2 separate regions of the Mus musculus genome follow, and region 1 is linked to region 2. A link is a contact called in public HiChIP or PLAC-seq data. All regions are on one chromosome and are shown on one strand. The core of a region is the stretch at or near the end of the contact, and the rest is flanking DNA. Distances in the headings are between cores, read along the strand shown. Region 1 overlaps Gm38628 (a long non-coding RNA gene). Region 2 has its middle 89 kb from the start of Nck2.

Evidence for each region. HiChIP or PLAC-seq counts read pairs in DNA pulled down with a chosen protein or histone mark.
Region 1: an H3K4me3 HiChIP or PLAC-seq map of bone marrow-derived macrophages shows a contact between it and region 2, with 5 times the contacts expected there. The contact joins two enhancer-like sites. A contact is called at or near these places in 2 of 484 Hi-C or Micro-C datasets (bone marrow-derived macrophages and nephron progenitors) and 4 of 115 datasets of contacts at active chromatin or transcription factors (astrocytes, bone marrow-derived macrophages, cardiomyocytes and 1 more).

The regions. Positions count from the first base shown.
Region 1 is chr1:43,695,940-43,702,801 of GRCm38.p6, forward strand. It overlaps Gm38628 (a long non-coding RNA gene), which reads left to right. Exons shown (of 2, transcript XR_865403.1): 2 at 1-41. Among named protein-coding and RNA genes, the nearest start is that of Gm30634, 15 kb to the right of the region's middle. Within about 2 kb of position 2,787, at least 92 of the 459 cell types and tissues checked have an H3K27ac peak or open chromatin away from gene starts, as enhancers often do. A contact at or near this core is called in astrocytes, where this site is marked.
Region 2 is chr1:43,353,155-43,360,613 of GRCm38.p6, forward strand. No RefSeq gene overlaps it. Among named protein-coding and RNA genes, the nearest start is that of Nck2, 89 kb to the right of the region's middle. Within about 2 kb of position 5,202, at least 95 of the 459 cell types and tissues checked have an H3K27ac peak or open chromatin away from gene starts, as enhancers often do. A contact at or near this core is called in astrocytes, where this site is marked.

The sequences.
Region 1 (6,862 bases), core at 1,537-4,036, 340 kb after region 2:
CTTCTGGAACTATAAGCCCAAATAAACTCTTCTTTCTATAAGTTGCCTTTGCTGCATTATTTTATTACAGCAACACAAAGTAACAAATGCAGAAGTTGAAACCACAGAGTTGCTATTGGTGTGAAGAAGAACCTAACCATGTTGTTTTGTCCAGGATCATGGACAGCTTTGGAACTTTGAACTAGGAAAGCAGTTGCAAATAGTTGTCAGTGATGGATCCATTTTATACTTCTAATTCAGGATTCTATAAGCCATTTACATATTCAAAAACTAAAACGAAAAAAAGTTTTAAACAATCCTAAAATCGGATGCATGCGTAACTGGCGCTGCTTTTATAAGATGAACAACACAAGGATGCAGGTAGAGCCATCTGCAACCTCGAGTTTCCCACTTGTCCACTTTGTTCCCAGAAATAATGACTCTGAGACTTAATAGTTCATGAATAAATGTCTAGGCTAAAATCTTCGCTTGTTCCCCAACTAGCTTATAGCTTAACTGCCCATGTATTCTATTTTAAGTCATGCCACAAGGCTGGACACCTGGTCCCCAATCTCATGAACCATCTTCTTACACTTGACTCTCTTCCCAGAATCCTCTCTCTCTCTCATTCTCTCTCTCTCTCTCTCTCTCTGATAGATTTTCCACTTTTTTTGTTTTTTTGTTTTTGTTTTGTTTTATTCGAGACAGGGTTTCTCTGTATAGTCCTGGCTGTCTTGGAACTCACTCTGTAGACCAGGCTGGCCTTGAACTCAGAAACCCACCTGCCCCTGCCTCCCAAGTGCTGGGATTACAGGCATGCGCCACCACTGCCAGGCCAAACAATCTCTTTCATAGAGTGAAATTACTGATATCTATAGGTTGTTTGAGGCCATATTCAGCTTCCTTGGAAAGTACATTGTTTGGAATGAGTTATGTGTGTAGCCTGAAATAGGTGGGTGTCTTAGGTTGCTAGATTCATTGTTAGAAGAGGAGACTGTACACAGACCTGCAAATAGGGGCCCTAGATATATTGTTAGAAGGAGAGTGTGTGTACACACTACCTGCAGGTGGGGACTAGGCTGACAAGCACATTAATGGAAAAAAAGTCTGACATATAACCTATGTCAGATGGATTCCCAAGTTGCTAAGTGATTTTCTGTGCTTGCTTACCTTAACCACACACACAAGCACCAGTTTGATCACGTTAGGAAATGTTGACATTTCCTACATCTAGAAAATTCCTTTTGTTCAACTACTCCCAAACATGGCACCACAGTTTAACTTTGCCTGGTCTAGAACTTTGTGCAAAACAGAATCATAGAGCATACACACCAGGTTTCTTTTACATCCAGAGGCATCCTGACATCCATGGCTTAGCTCTTACTGTTTCTGTTCTCCATGACCTACTACAGTACACAATTACTCAATGGGAATGATCAGAAATAAGCAAATCATTAGTTATAAACTAAACACTATTCTGGGTGGTTTGAGGAAAATTTTGAGGTCCATCCCTCCTGGGAAATGAGCTGCCCCTTTATGCAGAATACTCATATTGCCTATCAAATCAATGGTGTTGCAGGACACACCTTCAAGTGACCCCATTCTAAGTTTGATCCCAAAGGACAAGAGTGGTGGCTGTGGGGGCTGGAGAGATGGCTCAGTGGTTAAGAGCACCGACTGCTCTTCTGAAGGTCCTGAGTTCAAATCCCAGCAACCACATGGTGGCTCACAACCATCTGTAATGAGATCTGACGCCCTTTTCTGGTGCATCTGAAGACAGCTACAGTGTACTTAGATATAATAATAAATAAATCTTAAAAAATTATTTATTAAAAAAAAAGAGTGGTGGCTGTGATTGTCCTGGTTGATAATTCATTATTCCTGTTCATCTCTTATTATACCTGAGAGCTGGAGAGATGGCTCAGCACTTAAGGGCATTTTTGTTTTTATAGAAGATTTGGGTTTGGTTCCCAGTACAAAATGATGGCCAATAACCATCCGTAACTCCAGTTCCAAGGGATCTGACACCCTATTGTGACTTCTATGGGCCCTAGGCACATATGTGATACATGTAAATGAAGACAGGAAAAATACTTATACACATAAAAATAATAAATCTTTTTTAAAATCTCTTATTGTACTTAATTTACCAATTAACCTTATGAAAAGTACATATGATAAAAAGACATTGCATATATAGAATTTGGATATCTATTTTTGGGTGTCCACTGTGGGGCTTGAAATGTTTTACCCATAGACTTTGGAGGAGTCTACTGTAACAAGGTATTTTGAGATTCCTCTGCATCACTTCAGGTGAAATTAAAAACCTAAAATTCATAATTTTGGAACCCAAAAATTATCGGCTTTAAAATGAATAGATGTGGATTTTGGAGAATAGGAGGATATTTAGGTCAGCTGGGAGTCTGATCTTGACTCAAGCTGTGGAATGTGGTTGTATAGGTCATTGAGGACATTAGTAACAGTAAGCGATATGGGAAAGAGGAAAGAATAGAAGGAAGCGAGTGAAAGGAGCCAGGTAAGCGAATGGACAGAAGTATCCTGCTAGATTCAGCCCTTGTCTCCCCTTTATTTTCTGCTCTGTGCCATTCTCTGCAGATGAAGCATAGTTGTACAAACAGATATATGCTTGGAATGTAGCAGGGAGGAGGGAACCAAGCAAGCCAGCTACTGCTGAGAAACAGGAACAACGTATGTGCCTGAAATAGAAGGGCATGCCTCCCCTGTGGGAATTCTTGAGAGCTCGTCAGGCACAGCTGCAGCTCTGACACTTGGACTGTGCACACAGGAGCCTGGCCGGGCTCTCAGCCAGTCACTTTGCTGCAGCATTCTCTTTGTTCCAGTCCTGGCCTGGCCTAAGTCACCTTGGAAACGAATGGGTCTATAAAACTAATGACAAAAAAAAAAAAAAAAAGCTGTACATAAACCCTGTGTGATCATGGGCCCATGGAAGACTAGCCAAACTGTGGGCCTGACAGAGTAGGGACTCATTTCTAAGCACCATGGCAACCTAGATTTGCTTGAGGCAGTTCTGTGCCTTGCAAGTCCCACTCTGCCATGCTATAACTTGTGCACTGCCTGATCCCCCATTCCAGCATCAAGGCCCTTCTGGGTTGCATCAGACTTCTGGGAATTCAGAGCTATTTCAGAAGGATGGAGAGTGAATGGGTTATCTTTGGCCCTTTATTTACAGCAAGCAAAGCTGTGCCAGTGGGAATCCTACCTGATCTGATAGATTCCCATCAGACATAGAGTTTTGCACCTTTGCCTGCATTTTTTATAAGAAGGGTTTTTTTGTTTTTGTTGTTTTTGTTTGTTTTTGGCTAGGGTCAAGTGCATCCTCTGTTCTGTTCCTTTTTTTTTTTTTTTTTTTTTTTTTTTTGTCACTATAGTTTTCTTTTTCCTGATGTACACTCAGGTCACTTTCTACACAACCTGATGCTTCTATCCACATGCCACCAAAGTTTCCAGGTTCTGACACTGAGGGACAGCTGCTTTCCACTAAGCCTTTGGCCTCACTCAAGCGTCACTTTGAAAATCAATGTAAAATCAAGAGCTAGTGATACATTGTTCCGTGCTCTAACTTGACCACATTCCAATAAGGACAAACAGGGACATCAGTGTGATAAGAACAGATTCCCACAAGAGTGGCTGGAATCCAAAAACAAGAAATAATAACTTTTACAAAGGGTGTGGTGGAACTATCTTTTACTGTTGCTGGGAAGTCATTTCAGGAGACAAACAGGCTAAATATACTCTTACCACTGTGAGGCATTTACTCAACTGACTTGAAAACTTATGCACACACAAAAATTCCCAAGCAAATGCTTATAGTAGTCTTATTGTCCAAATGTGGAAGCAACCCATGGATATTGTATGGATATACCACTGAGTGTTTATTCATTAACACGTGAATAATGAATAACACATGTTAATGAATAAACACTCAGTGGTATATCCATACAATAGAACACTATTCAACAATTAAAAAGGAAAATATCATCAATCCAAACTAGAACATGAATTGATATTAAATCCATATCAGTAAAGAAAAAAGACAATATAAAAGGCTATAATAATACTATATTAATTAGGTTTATGTAACAGTTTGGTAAAGGAAAATAGAATAGTGTTCTTGAGGAGTTTAGGAAGGAAGAAGGCTAACCAGGAGAACCACAAGGGATCATTTTAGGGCCGTGAAACTATTTTGTGTGATATTGTAGTGGCAGAAATACACTTTTCAAAACCCATAGAATTTTACAGTACAAAGAGCAGATTTTTAATATATAGGATAAGAAGGAAAGAGAGAGAGAGAGAGAGAGAGAGAGAGAGAGAGAGAGAGAACAAGAAAGAAAGGAAGAAAGAAAGAAAGAACAAGAAAGGAAGAAAGAGGATAAAATCCTCTGCAGCTTGAACTACTGAATTAGAAGGAAATTTTTTTAATGCAATTTGCTCATGAAGACAACATACTACTGAGGAAATCAAGGGAAATTCATAGTGTTTGATGCCCGATACAACTAACTTGAAATAAAGCATTTTTGGAGTAGAGAATAATGAAAAGGTGGCAAAACCCAAGTTCATCAGGGAAATAGCTAAATACAAGTTGTGTTCAGGGGCCATGTAGTATTCCATGTTTGGAATGTAATTAGTAAAAATGTATAAGGAACAATGCAAGCCCTGGCACTATAAAAAGCAATCAAATTGTTGAGACCTTTAAGTAACAGGGTTTTTTTCATTTTGTTTTGTTTTATTGTTTTTTGTTTTTTTCATTTTGTAAAATAGAAATGCTATTTAAATATATGAGTAAAATTAATAAAACATGATTTTGGAAGAAAGAAAGAAACAAAGAAAGAGAAAGAGAAAGAGGAAAGAGAAAGAGAAAGAGAAAGAGAAAGAGAAAGAGAAAGATAAAGAGAAAGAGAAAGAGAAAGAGAAAGAGGAAGAGGAAGAGGAAGAGGAAGAGGAAGAGGAAGAGGAAGAAAGAGAAAGAGAAAGAGAAAGAGAAAAAGAAAGAGAAAGAAAGAGAAAGAAAGGAAGAAAGGAAGGAAGAGAAAGAAAGAAAGAAGAAAGGAAGGAAGGAAGGAGGAAGGAAGGAAAGAAAGGAAGGAAGGAAAGAAGGAAGAAAAGAAGGAAGAGAGAGAGAAAGAGAAGAAAATGGAGAAATTACATAATATACTGAGGCAGAACTCTTCGTGTGATGTGTGGTGGCTTGAATAAGAATGTCCCTTAGGCTCCTATATTTAAGTGCTTAGTCATCACTGAGTAGAACTCTTTGAAAGGCTTAGAATGAAGAGGTGTGGCCTTGTTGACTGTGGGTGAGATCAGGATGTAGTTCTCAGATACTGCTCTATCACCTGCCTTCTTGTCACCATGCTCCCTGCCATGATGATAACGGGCTAACCCTCTGAAACTGTAAAGAAACCCCCAATTACATATTTTCTTTTATATGAATCACCTCGGTTGTGATGTCTCTTCACAGCAATGGAACGGTGACTAAAACAGGATGTAACTAGATTACAGATATATGGCATGATCCCACTTCAGGGGCAGAAGAGGATGCTGACCTAAGTAACTTTAGAAATCGTTGAAGTTTATAAGACTAAGAACAAGAGAAATTATATATGATTAATATATTTTGGTAGATAAAGTGTTTCTCACACACAGTAAAAGCCAACAACTGGTACTTTTGTACATATATACTTGAATTTAAAGAACAGGAGCAAGAGAGTGGGATGGGGATGCAAGTTTCTGACTGTTCAGATGGTTGGCTAATGCACAAGAAGGAAGGTAAGAATATCCCCTGTGTGACTTCAGGAGAGTTAGCATGAAACATTGGTGTGTATTACGTTTGTTTTTATATATATGTGTATTTGTATGTGGTACATATGTGTAGATCTGAATGTTCAGATGTATGGGTGTGTGTGTGCACACACGCATGTGTGGAAAGGATCAAAGTTGATGTTGAGTCTTCCTCAATGACTTTCTACTGTATTCATTGAGGCAGGGTCTGTCAGTTGAACCCAGGCATCACCAACACAGCTAATCCAGACAGCCAGATTGCTGTCAAGCACTGAATTACAGGTGGACCACCATACTTACCTAGCTTCTATGTGGGCTCTGAACTCCGGTCTACACAATTGCTGTATGTTAACTGCAAATATGTTAACTGTTTACCAATCTCTCCAGCCACAGAGAAGTAATCAGATATAGTTCCAAACATGGGGACACACACACACAAGCTTTGTCTATTAAGAGGGTCTAAAGCTCATGAGCACACCTTCCTTTCTAATTCATTCCCCCAATGAAAGGAAACAGGAGTGGGATCTGTGATGGTCTGAATAAGATGTGCCCCATAGTCAGGGGCATCTGAATACTGGTACCCAGTGGATGATGGTGTTTGGGAAGGCTTGTTGGAGGAGATATGGCACTGGAGGCAGGACTTTGTAGTGTGTGTTCGCTGTTTCTTGTGTGTCAAGATGTCATCTCAGTTTCCAGCTCCAGTCACCATGTTTCTGCTTTGCCGTATAGATTCTTATACCTCTGGTACCATAATTCCCCAAACATCTTTCTTCTATAAGTTGCCTTGGTTATGCTGTTCTAGCACAGCAACAGAAAATTAACTGATACAGGATCCTTGGAGAAGTGGGTGAATTTGAGGCTGAGGCAGACAGTACACATGAGGATGAGCCATACCATCTTACCATGCCAGAAAATAAGGAGGAGCTCAAAAATAATGATACAATGTGCTGATTGATATTTATTATAATTACAATCATCTAGAAAGTGAACTTCTGGACATGTCTATGAATGAGTTTCACTTGCACGTGCCTGACTCGCCAGCAAGAACGATGCTGCAACAGGATCC
Region 2 (7,459 bases), core at 3,952-6,451:
ATCCTTTGAGCCTTCGAAGATGCCACCCTCCAGGCTGCACCCCAACACTGCTGAATCAAAAGTGCCTTTCTGAAAAGTCCTCAAGCTGCCACATTCTTGTACACCCTAGAGTTGATAAAATGACCAAGACAAGTTATCCTTGCTGGCACCTTAAACACCCCTTAGTCCTTCATCTGCTTGTCAACATATACTATCACCTTGAGGTACCTAGAGGAACCGATTCCAGATGCCACAGTCTATAGACACTCAAGTCCTTTTTATAAAAAGGCATGGTGCCTGCGTTTATCCTATGCATAGTTTCAGTAAAATTAACATCATCTGTAGATGTCTTACAAAAGTTAATGTAATGTGAATGCTGAGTAAAAGCTGTTACATTGCGTTCTCTGAGCGATGGTGACAAGAAAAAAAAATCAACATGTTCCTAAGAGATACAGAGCCGCTGGTTGGTTCCATAAACATAGATTCTTCAGGTCTGGAAGCTATGGATGTGAAGAGTTGTCGGGAAGGATATTTGCAGATGAATGGCGTTCTGTGTGTTGTTGACACCGGTGGCTGATGCCAGAATGGGCTTTGGGCAAGAGGCAGGTGGGAGGCAAGATTTCAGAGACAAATAGATCATCCTTGATAAGCAAGTTACACGCTTGGGAACTTCCTGCTGAGGTTTCCCTTAAGGCTCTGCGATATGAGTGCATAGAAATTCTTTCTACGTGTTTTGTGTATGTTCACGTGACACTCACCTGCTAAAAAGCCCACGTTGATTGAAAAAAGCGTAAACTTGCACTGTGACCCATACTGACTGCCTGAAGGCATATATTATCAAATGAGCTGGGACCGAGTTTGAAACAACTGTTGACATGATGCTCAGGAAACATTATAGTTTTTGTTTATGGCCTTTGGACATGTGCCTATTTAAAAGGCATTGAAGCATTCCTCTTGTTTAAATCACTTTTCATTTGTAAACTCTACTTCCACTTTTATCTTTCTTTTGATATTAGTATCCATATTATAAAATCTCTTAACTATAATTATCTACTGACTTTGCATCTTATGCATCTCAACAAACCCCTTGCTCTCTTAGTCACCAAACACCATGATGACAGAACTCTGGTGCCTACCCCCTTTTTGTTCCTCTGAAACAGAAAAGAAGAGCCTATGAGAAAGAAGGAATCTCCCCTATGGCATACCCTGGGCTTCATTCTTCAAGCAGCAACTGCTGTGGGTTTTATGATTAACGCATTCAGCAGCTCATTCACAGTGTAATTTGTTTTATCCACGGAGCAGGCCTTCATGGGTTTCTTAGGTCATTATTAGACTAATGGATGTCACAACCACAAGAAGTCTTTATATAAAGACTGGTAGTAAAATTAAGGGAGTTGTCTCACCCCACACACACTCAGGAGTGAATCAAAGAGGAAAACATAAAATCTAGACTGAAGTACTCTTTGAACCTGATACACTCAACATGTTTCCTAGCAGGCCAGCTGTTTGGCAGTCAGCATTCTCTCTTCATTGCTCTAAAAATTATTAACTGGCACCCAGTGGTTGAAATTTTTCCTATGTGTCTGTCTATGTATGAATGTAGTATCTATGTATGTATGTGTCTGTCTATCATTATGTATGTTTAATGTGTGGATGTCTTTAGTCTACATGTATGTCTGTGAACCATCTATGTGCCTGGTGCCCGTGAATACCAGAAGAGGGCACTGGATCATCTGGACCTGGAATTACAGCTGGTTGTAATGCGATGTGGGTGCTAGGAATCAAACTCAGGTCCTGTGGAAGAGCAGAAAGGGCTCTTAACTGCTGAGCCGTCTTTCCATCCCTCAAGGGTTGAGTTTTTGCCTTGATAGTTCCAATAGCAGACCCAGGTATATCAGGCCCTGGGAGTTGAGTCCTTGTGTATCTTAAAAGCAAGCCATACTTTTCCAACAGGCGCATGCCCTTTCTTACATGCTCAGATATTATCCTTAATAATATAATTCACCTATACGTAATCCAGCCAAAGAAATAGGAATTCTTGAAGGAAGAAAATGAAGACTTGCATGGAAATTAAGCCCAGTGCTTATGGAGAGATTGCTAGCTCTATTTCTCTACTAATTTATTTTTTCAAATGTAATACATTACAAATAAACACTGAAGCTTTTAAAGGTTCAGCTGCCAAAATCTATTAAAGGAGGATGTTAGGATAAAGTCTTACAAAATACAACGATGGTGAGTAATAAACAAATGTGGTTTGTAAAAGAAGTGTCTGTATAGAACACCTAGAGAAGTCACTGCATTTATTTTTAAATGAGAATTAAAACTAGAATGTACTGTGTAATGAAAATAGACAAATGATGAATAAATAAGACTCAGTGCTATAAAGGGTAATGTGAATCACTCTCACCAACTCTTAAAATGAGACTGCTCAGGCAATTAAAAGCTTTAAAAGAAATTGGCCCATATGTGTCAAGAGCCCTAAAAACAATTAATGCCTTTAAAACCAATGATCCCACTTCTACTAATTTATCTTAAATAAGTAATCATGTACTTAGGTTGGGAGTGTGTAGATCAGTAGTATGACTTTCGTCTATCATGCACTAGGCTATGGGTTTCATTCTTTAGATTACCCTTCTAAAAATTATAGCTGGTTTTGGTCATGTGACCAGGATTAGGGAGATAGATCAGTAATAGAGTGCTTACCTAGCATGTCTGATATGTCATATATATGATGTCTGTGCACTGTTTGTGTCACCAGTGCCCATGGAGACCAGAAGAAGGAATTGGATCTTCTGGAATTGGAAACTATAGCCAGTTATTACATGCCAAGGTGCTGGAAATTAAACCTACATCCTGTGGAAGAGCAGCAAGTGCTCTTAATGGCTGAATCATCTCTCCATCCACCAAGAGCTGAGTTTTTGGCTTGATGGTCCCATTATACACATGTGTATCTCTTCATATGTATATATATGTGTGTGTTTGTGTGTGTGTGTAGATATATAGATATGCACACACATCTATATGTTATGGACTTCTTTATTTTTCTATCTCTCTCTCAAATACACACACTCACACATGGATGGTCAGTCTTCCAGATCCATGAATTCTATATCTGTTGATTTAACCAACTGCAGAGTAAACATCCAACTCCCTGCCCCTTTCTTTGTGAATTGAACCCAGAGCCTGTACATTATCCAAGTGTTCTACCATTGACCTATACTCCTATCCAGCCCGAAAACATTCTTTAAAAAATTATGTCTGTATGGAACTTATTGCAGAACTCTTTTTCTTGTTATTGTCTAAAATACAACATCTTTTTATGTGGTTGTTATTATAAGCAATTTGGAGAGGATTTAAAGTATAAGAGTGGATTGTGTAGGTTATATGCAAATACTACTCCATTTTGTATGACAGATTTTATCATTCACAGATATTGTTATCTGAAAGAGTCCTAAAATAATTCTACAAGAATGATGAAACACCACACACACACACAGAGGCAGAGAGAGACACACACAGAGAGAGAAGCTACTATAAAGACTGAACACTTAATGATAATAAGTGTAATCTATACTTATTATCTATTTCACTTTAAAATCTAAAAATAAAAAAGGAAGCTTATGAAATTACATATACAAATGATGCCATTTTGTTTATAAACTATATGCTCATAGTTTTAAATTAAAGGCAATAGTGAAATATATCAGAATATGGTTAAAGCTTTGGGGGTTTATTTTTGTCTTTTATGCATTTGTTTACCTTTCTAATTTTTGTAATGACTATGGGAATTGCATTTATGAGGAAAACATTCATTTTGAAATGTGCTAACAGGAGGCAAACACTACACACACACACATACAAATACACACATACACAATAAACACACACACACCACTACCACCACCATAATTCGGAAACAGCTGGGTGATGTTTTCTAGTCCAAAATGAAACAGTGGTGGTTAAAAATGTCAGGTTCTGAAAACAGTGTTCATTTATGAGTCAGGAAACATATGGGACCACATAGTGTCACAAAGAAGTGTCTCCCAAAGGCCTATCTCCACATCACTTTTATTCTGTATAAAGAACAATCTATCAGTCTGAGGTTGCACAGATGGACCTATTAATACTGATGATGCAACCTCGTCCTTTGTTAGTGTTCCAGTTTTTAATTCTCCTGCATTCTCCTAGTAACGTTGTATAGCACCCTCTCTGCAGTTAATAGCTTCCTCTACAAGTCAAAATGAAAAACCCAATCCAGGCTAGAGTTAATATCTGATAGTGCCAGGATGGTCTGTTTCTACTTTAGAATCAACGTACCCCCCAAAACAGGAGGTTTACTGACAGGTACAGATGCATTCCAAAATGTCTGCACCTTCAGTAACCATCAACCTTCTTCCATGGATGTCATAATTAATTTTGTTCTCAGTTAAACAACATACCAACAACAGGTGACTGCTCTTCTCGTCAACATCCCCCAAGCACTGGCAGTTCCTTTGTTCAACTCTCCCGGGTTTTCTGAAATACAAGTGTGTGGATGGAGTTGGAACATTGCACAGAGGAGAGAGTGGCAACTGGATGAACAGAACATGGGTACATGTATAGTTCAAAAATCACACTCAGACTTATAAAAAAATACATTGTTCTTATTTTTTAAAAGATTTATTTATTTATTATATGTAAGTACACTGTAGCTGTCCTCAGATACTCCAGAAGAAGGCATCAGATTTTGTTACAGATGGTTGTGAGCCACCATGAGGTTGCTGGGATTTGAACTCGGGACCTTCGGAAGAGCAGTCGGTGCTCTTAACCACTGAGCCACCAGCCCACTACAGTGTTCTTATAAATGACATTTTAAAAATCAACCCTTTTGTGAACCTAAAATATCATGTGAGGAATATAATATTGAAAAATATTCAAAAGCTTAGGATTTCACATACAAAAATAACATTCTTTTTAATTAAAATATTAGTAAGAGCTGGAAAAAGTGATCTAGAAAAATTATTAAATTTAAAAAACAATGTATGTTAATGAAACCAGGAAAAGAACATCGCTTTTTCTCTAGAAAGAGCATTAGGGATTTAAATAACCATATGTTTATTTTGACTTTTAAAAAAATGGGTCATAGATGCCAAAGAAAGCCAGGGTGCTGTTTGGCTGTATCAAATAAGAGTACAGTGTCCAGGAGACAGGCAACAATAGGCACATTGTTCGTTCCCTGGTTGGCGTGCAGCCCATCTGTAACCAGCTGACAAATGAGGCCTGCCAGGCACAGGACCCACTAGAGCGTGTCAAGCAAGAAGCAGATGCTGAGGGTTTACTCTAGAATCCTCCTCAGACACTCAGTTCACGGGTGTGCAAGTCCCCTGTACCAAATAGTGTGGTGTTTATATGTGACCTGCTCTCATTCTCCTGTAAGCTGTAGCACCGTGACATGTAATCGCATGTGAATTCTGTGTAATTAGTAGACATGCCGCTGTCTTACTTGGGGAGTCAGGAAAATCAAACTGTCTGGTAGAGATGTGGGTTTCTTTCAGTTCTTTTCATTCTGGACTTGGCTTAATCTGTAGGTTCAAACCTATGGATAAGGATATTGAACTGTGACATTAGCAGGATGTTACTGCTAGTGAAGGGCTTTGCAAACTTTCTTAGACAACCCGTAAGCTTACCAATGATTGTCTTAGCCCAGAGTGAGGCCTTGGGGGTAGGATGAGAGCCAGGACCCTCCTGTCCCGTTTGCTAGTGTAACGTAACAAGAGCACACAGCTTTACCACTTCATTCTCATTGAAAGTAGGCATCATCACCTGCTCCTTGGGTGTCAGTGTGGATCAAATTGAGGAATAAAATTCCTTTAAGTACCTATTATTTGTAAAGAACAATCAATACTCAGCCATAACTATGAAGAAGGATTAAATTATATCAATCCTGATACTACAGAGTTTATTGTGTGGTTTGGGAGAAAATAGACGATATACAAGTTTCTCTTTGTCTGTTGTTCAAATTTCTGTGGTTTCAGTTCCCGTGTGGTCAGTCATGAATGAAATGTATAGTATATAATAAAAATGAGAGAAGGGTCCCATTCGTGTCATTTTTATTATACTGTTATAATTCATTACTATTGATGTTAATATCTTACTGCTCATAATTTATCAAGTAAGATTTATCACAGGTATACATGCATAGAAAGGCATATAGTATATATCGGGTTCAATTCTATGTGTGGTCTCAGAATGCACTGGAGGGCAGCATCTTCGAATTTGTTCCTCATGGCTAGAGAGACTACTGAACAGGTGAACATAATTCCAATGTAAGGTAACTTATAAAATGATTTTAGGTGGGTTTTTGAGGTGGGGAGACTGGCTGGAGTGATAGGGCACACTGAAAATTTGCAGACTGAAGGAGGCACAAAGAAAGTGTGAAAAACAAAAATTTACCAAACACAAGACTGAACTAGGTGAAAAAGGCAAGCCACTGATCAGGCTCCATGCTAAATCCTTTAGTCAATGATCCTTACAGGGTCCTGGCATAATGGGAGATAGATTCATTAGTAAGGAGTTGACTTTCAATGTCAATGGTAAGGAAGGGCATGAGGCATAGTGACACCAACCTGAAATCTCAATATTTGTCTCATCACTGTGTGAGCTCCCTAGATTACCAACCCCCCGTCCCCCCAGGCCTGAGTATAACAGTCTACCACACACCCAGACCGTGCAGAGTCCATTCTCCTAGGCCACACCCATCCATAGCTTGGTGGCATTTGGTAACATGGGCCACTGGTCCACAATAGTGTCTATGTAGCTGAACATAGAAGAGACCGCAGGAAGTCCTAGGCAATAGGAAGCCCAGATCCTGAGTTATATTGTAGGATTGCTGCCATACCTGTAGGCTGATATTAGCTGGAATGCAGACGGGGCAAGCCTGTATTCCCTCTACCTGAGCTCAATCATCTGAGAGAGAAAGGCTTTAGCTATCTGACACAGAATCTCTAAAGGACTTTTTATCAACCTTCAGAAACTGGAATTTACAACCTCGACCCATTTTTACAAAAATGCAGACCCTGTGAGAGCATGGTGTTCAGTTACACCATGTGCTTCATACAGCCAGGAGGACTTTTTTCTTCCCTCCAAGCCAAACTGGAAAGAAAGGCTATAGTCTGAAGGTCACAGAGTATCAAACAACCAATAACAGATCCTCTCTGTCGCCCCCATCCACCCCACCCACCTCCCAACTCCACCCCTGGCTCCCTGACTGTGTGTGAGGGCTGTAGAAGCTGTGTCTCTTGGATGTTATGTTTTCTGTTTTCCAAGCTGAGGGAACAAAGGGAACAATGACCATCCACAACCCTTCATCACGAAGCAGCTGAAAAAGGATGGCCCCATGTAAACATTCAGCGTGTTTCCGAGCAGAGCCATCTGAACCGTCCACGTGGTCGTTTCGAACTGGGAGGAAATTCTCACTAGTGAATTCACAGCTCTGAGTGTT